Regions from separate parts of the Mus musculus genome. Here region 2 is linked to region 1. The links are chromatin contacts, called in public promoter capture Hi-C maps. All regions are on one chromosome and are shown on one strand. Each heading gives the region's core, a stretch centred on a gene start, on an enhancer-like site or on the middle of the called end of the contact. The rest is flanking DNA. Distances are from core to core; before and after follow the strand shown.

Evidence for each region. Promoter capture Hi-C pulls out the DNA fragments that hold promoters and counts their contacts.
Region 2: a contact with region 1 is called in a promoter capture Hi-C map of stem cell-derived epiblast-like cells, with 10 times the contacts expected there. The contact joins the promoter of Tnnt1 here to the enhancer-like site in region 1. A contact is called at or near these places in 11 of 39 promoter capture datasets (the 3T3-L1 cell line, 3T3-L1-derived adipocytes, the C10 cell line and 6 more), 4 of 115 datasets of contacts at active chromatin or transcription factors (bone marrow-derived macrophages, embryonic stem cells and trophoblast stem cells) and 2 of 9 other capture datasets (adipose tissue and liver).

What each region holds. Positions count from the first base shown.
Region 1 is chr7:3,572,988-3,575,877 of GRCm38.p6, reverse strand. No RefSeq gene overlaps it. Among named protein-coding and RNA genes, the nearest start is that of Oscar, 42 kb to the left of the region's middle. Within about 2 kb of position 1,462, at least 20 of the 459 cell types and tissues checked have an H3K27ac peak or open chromatin away from gene starts, as enhancers often do. A contact at or near this core is called in stem cell-derived epiblast-like cells and trophoblast stem cells, where this site is marked.
Region 2 is chr7:4,514,465-4,517,354 of GRCm38.p6, reverse strand. It overlaps Tnnt1 (troponin T1, skeletal, slow), which reads left to right and starts at 1,380. Exons shown (of 14, transcript NM_001277903.1): 1 at 1,380-1,424.

The sequences.
Region 1 (2,890 bases), core at 213-2,712:
CCTAATCCTGGCTCCTCAAGACCTGGTTGCCCCAGAGACGAGAGAATCCACACATAGACCCAAGTGACACTATGTGACTTTGCCCCCAACTTATTTCTGATTGGTGAATAAAGATGCAAACAGCTAATAGCTAGGCAGAAGAGACATAGGCAGGGGTTATGGTTTCTGGGCCTAGGGGCCTGAGAAGAACCATGAGGGGGAGAAGGTGAGGAGAAAGGGAAAGACACCATGGGTCAAGAAAGCATGGCCCTGAGGCTGGCAAATTGGAGTTACTCTGGCCCAGATGAACCAGAGTAAGTAATAATTCAGGGTTTCGATAGGAACCAGATTTTAATAGCATAGAAGGTAGATAACTGCCCAGATCTAGTGCCAATTAAGGCTTATTGTAAATATAAGGTGGTGTGCGTCTTTTATCCAGGAACTAAATGGTCAAAGGTGGAATAGAAACCCCAGATGAGGATTAAAACTTTCTGCAAGCATGAGCAATCTACCAGTCTCCATACCCACTAAAAGAATGAATCTCTAGGGCTGGAGAGACGGCTCAGTGGTGGAGCACTTGTTGCTCTTGCAGAGGACCAGGGTTCTGCTCCTACAATCATCTGCAACTCCAGTTACAGGGGATCTAAAGCCCTCCTCTGACCTCCCAGAGCACCAGCCACACATATGAGCTACATGAAGGCAAAACACTCATACACAAGAATAAAATAATGCCATTTCATTTTGTTTTTCTGTTTTGTTTTTTTGTTTTTTGAGACACGGTTTCTCTGTAGTTCTAGCTATCCTGGAACATACTCTGTAGACCAGGCCAGCCTCGAACTGACAGATATCCACCTGCCTTTGCCTCCTGAGTGTTGGGATAAAAGGCACGTTGCCACCAAGGCCTGGCTAAACAAATCTTACAAAATATAAAAAAGAACAATTCTCCTTTTCCCCAGCGACTATAAACTGCTAATAAATAGTTCCATGGTTAGAGGCAGGACCTCAACTCCTCCCCTATACATTCTTGAGATTTGACTGGCTTGGTCTTGGGTAGGTAACCATAGCTGCTGTGAGTTGATGACTGCAGTCCCCACTTTCTGTTCATCACATGTGTGCCTTGTGCCCAAGGTCAGAAAAGAGCCTCTGATTCCCGGAACCTGAGTTATGGAGGCTGTTAGCAGTAGGGGCTGTTGACTGAATCTGGGTCCTCTGCAACAGCAGCCAGTGCTCTTAACCACTGAGCCATCTCTCCAGCACCCGCTTCTCACTTTCTTAGTAGAGACTTCTGACCATTATCACGATATCCTCTGGTTGTCAATTTGCAGTTAAAAAAAAAATCATAAAATTTGTGTCACACATTACAGGAACTTGGATTGGGATTGTGTTAGGTGACGGCTGGTTCCTCCAGGGGATAGGAGCAAAGGTTGATAACAGTCTGAATCTCTTCCTTTGAGGTTCCTGTTGTCTCCTGCAGGGAGGTGGCACTGTTGCTGCACTTCTGAAGCTGGGGTTGGAAGGGAGACCGGTTTGTACTGTCTGGAATACAGTCAGTTACAGTCCCCCTCGTCTCATTGTGAATCATTCGTCTCCTTTCTCCCAGAGAAGAACCTAAAATTTTCTCTTGACCAATATACTTTTAAAGAAAAGCTCCAGTATTCTTCTAGGTTGAGAGAGGGTTAATAGATTTATTATAAACTGGCTGGTGGTGGAACAGGCCTTTAACCTCAGTGCTCAGGAAGACAGACAGATCTCTGAGTTCCAGGCTAACCTGGCCTATACAGAGCCAGTTTCAGGATAGCCAGGACTACACAGAGAAAATCTGTCTTGAAAAACAAACGAACAAACAAATCTAGGCTGAAGTAAGAAAGGGATCCCATGGGCATATTATTAAACTGCCTTTCTGATGTTCATATTTAATAGAGCTATACTCAATAGTGCGAGGGAAACTTCTCCACAGTAGTCAGCGATGAATGTAAAGATGCTGAGAATAAATGACTATTGAGCACCCTAGATGGGACATTTATATCACTCCCGCCCCAACCAAGGCTTGAGGAACACCAGATAGGATAGATAGAACGCCAGAGTCTGAGGACAGATGGGCATGGTACAACCTTCAGGATGTGACATTGCCGTGAACTCATTGCAGCTGTGGCTATTAGACAAAATCAAGCCTGCAGGATTACTCAACATTCCAACAATTAGCACGGACTGGACTCAGTGGGTGTCTTGGGGTTACTGCCGTTGTGATGCGATACCAGAGCAAAAGCACCCCAGGAGGAAAGAGTTTATATGGTTTACATTTCTAGAGTCATAGCTCACTGAGGGGCGCCAAGGCAGTACTGAGACCAGGCAGAACCTGGAGGCAGGAGAAGCTTACTGGCTTGCTCCTCATGACTTCCTCAGCCCGCTTTCTTATAGAACCCAGGACCAACAGCTCAGTGGGTGGCACTACCCATGGGATCACTCAGACGCTGACTCCATGGCAGTCTTCAATCTGGTAGGTCAGGAGACTAGACCTAAACATTTGTTTCCCAGAACTAGACAAATCCAGGCAAGTCAGTTATTGGAAAAACCCTAGGCCTCAGGCAGCCAATCAGAAACTGCCTCACCATCAGAGGCTGCCCACCACCTGGCCTCAGGCAGCCAATCAGAAACTGCCTCACCATCAGAGGCTGCCCACCACCTGGCCTCAGGCAGCCAATCAGAAACTGCCTCACCATCAGAGGCTGCCCACCACCTGGCCTCAGGCAGCCAATCAGAAACTGCCTCACCATCAGAGGCTGCCCACCACCTGGCCTCAGGCAGCCAATCAGAAACTGCCTCACCATCAGAGGCTGCCCACCACCTGGCCTCAGGCAGCCAATCAGAAACTGCCTCACCATCAGAGGCTGCCCTACCACCTGGCCTGAGG
Region 2 (2,890 bases), core at 131-2,630, 940 kb before region 1:
ATAGTGAGATCCTGTCTCAAAAAACCCCAAACTAAACTCAAACCAAAACCAACCAACTAACCAACCACCCACCCAACCAGAGAGAGAGAGAGAGAGAGAGAGAGAGGACACAAAGACATGCAGAAGGCTTGAGAAAGAGAGACAGAGAGACACATGGCCCAGACACAGAGGGGCAGAGCCCAAGTGATAAACAGCTTAGAGAAATATACAGACACACCGACCGCCAGAAACACACGGACAAAACCACAGAGAGATCGTGTTAATCCCACCACTGGAAAGTGGTGGCTGGAGGATCAGAAATTCAAGGCTGTACTTAGTTACATAATGAGTTCTAGTCTAATGAGGGCTACATGGGACCTACTATGTGGAACATCTTTCATTTCAAATCTTTTATCTCATTCCCCAAACAAACAAAAACCAAAAGCTATGCAGAATTTCACAGCAATCCAGATGACAGACAATGGACATGTGTGTGTGTGTGTATGTGTGTGCACACACACACATACACAGAGAGAGAGAGAGAGGGAAGAGAGAGGAGAGAAAGATCAAAGAGTCCAAACCCAAGAGGGGAAGAGAAGCCCAGAACACCCACAGAAACAGAACTGCACTGGAGGGAGGCATGGAGGGGGCGAGAAAGCTTGCCTTGCCACCACTAGCTTCCCTGGAGTTCAAGGTCACGGCTTGACTGGGAGTGGGGGTTGGTGGTGGGAGGATACTAAAAATGTTCCTGTTGGTTAGAAAGAGGAGGGGCTGGGAGAGTGAGGGCTCTCCAGTCTGACATCTCATCCCCTCCCCCCTCCCCACACCTGCTTCCCAGCTTTAGCTGCCTGTTGTCACCACGGTGGAATTCTGGTGGTGGACAAAAGAGTGGGGGTAGGGAGGGGGGAGACATTTGGACAGAGACAGAGAGGAGAGAGATGGAGGAAGCGGGGGGGGGGGCATGTGGGGAGGGGGGAAGGACACAGAATATACAGATGGAGGCCAGAGACAGAGGCCATGAGAGAAGTTTGAGAGAAGCCACACAGAGGTAGAAATAGAACCTCACTTAAGACATTCCCCTGGGTCATTAAGCCTCCTTTTCCTGTACTGTTTCCAGTCTTGGGAACTCCAAAGCACTGGGTATTGTTGGGTACTCTAAGAGGGTTTGAGGGGTGGCCTGATGGAGCCTGAGCCCTACGGTGTTTGCTGATGGAAATCCTACAGGGATGTTGAAGCCGATGACAGGTGTTGGACCCCCAAACTGGATGGAGCCAGAGGGGGCAGGGCAGGGCTCTGAGCATGGGGGATGGTGTCTGAATATCGGAATCCTCGCCCCCTCCTCCAACCTGGGGCGGGGCTCAGCACCTAGCTATAAATCCAGGGGGTGCGTCACTGTCCTCAGAAGCCTCAGACTCCCTCTACAGCATCTGTGGACCCAGCCTTAGGTAACTGTCTCTGAGTTCTTAACACTGATGTCTTTGGGGAATGGGGGCCAGGTGTGACAGTGGGGACAGAATATTCTCTTCCTTCCTCCTCCTCCTCCTCTTCCTCCTTCTTTGAGACAGTCCCATTCGGTAGCCCAGGCTGGCCTTGAGTTTGCAATCCTTCTGCCTCCTGAGAGTTGAGATTATAGGCAGCAGCAACCCAGCTAAGCCTGAGCCTTTGGGAAGACTTGGAGTGGCAAAAGTGGAGGGGTAGAATCTGGGGGGGGGGTACATAATCTGGGGCTGCTCTTCTTAACATTGTGGAGGAAGCATTCTGAAGGCAGAGGCATGTGGATCTCTATGAGTTCAAGTCTAGCCTGGTTTACAGAGTTCTGACTAGTCAGGGCAACATAATAATATCATCTCAAACCAAAGCAAAACCAAACAAAAACGGTTCAGAGACTGGGAAATTGTGGAAGGGCAGGTGCCCCGTGAATTAAGCTTTGGAGAGTATGAGGTACGGGGAACTGGGGAGGGCTTAGGGCCAGAAGTCCCAGTGCTCAAGAGGTTGAGGCAGAGGATTTTGAGTTCAGGGCCAGCTGAGAAACAACAATGTCCTGTCTTGGAATACAAACAAAGAAACAGCCAACTATTAGGAACAGTGACACTGTTATTCGTGGTGTCCTAAAAGGGATCCCTGAGTTTGGTTGTCAGGTATTTGAGGATCTTATATCTGGGGGCAGACTGTTCTGATGTTCTGGGAGGCACAAGAATCAGGAATTCAAGGTTATCCTTGGCTACATAGTGAGTCTAAGGCTAGTTTGGGTTATATGAGACCGTGTCTCAACACCACCCTCCAACCCTCTTCCAATCCTGAGGGTCTGAGACTGTTAGTGCCCAGAATTCATGTGCTGGTATGAACTGGGCACCCAACCGAGAGATGCGAAGATTTCTTGGTCTCACACAACAGGGGCATAGGACTGGATCTCAGAATCTGTGGGTAGTGAGCTTTGAAGATCTCAACCTGGGGGCTTTCAGGCCTAGAACAGCAGAGTTTGGATGAGGGGGTCACTGACTTTAGGGTCTCAGGACGAAGCTGCTCTTGATACAGCCATCCCTTTGTGGAATGTAGGGGGAAGGGGAAAGCGGGACAGGATGGGAGGAATCAGGGCTGTGGTAGGAGGGGAGCAGTGGGGCTGGGGTGGGGGGAGCCCCACTTCTCCAACTCCTTATTGGGAAATGTCCTCTGTTTCTTTGTCTGTGACATTCCCCCAAAATAGCACTAGAAGTGGGGCAGCTATTGTCTTTAAATCCTGTCCCTTTTCCAGTATCTACTAATCCCTCCAGGGATCAGGTTCTCATGGACCTGTCCCAGGACAAAAGAAAACAGCTGTGGTGAAGGAGGCCTACTGCCGCCTGCTTGTGGGGCTGCGGCCTGGCCTCCATGGCCTGGGCTGGGCTGGATGCCAGCCTTCCCAGATCCCATT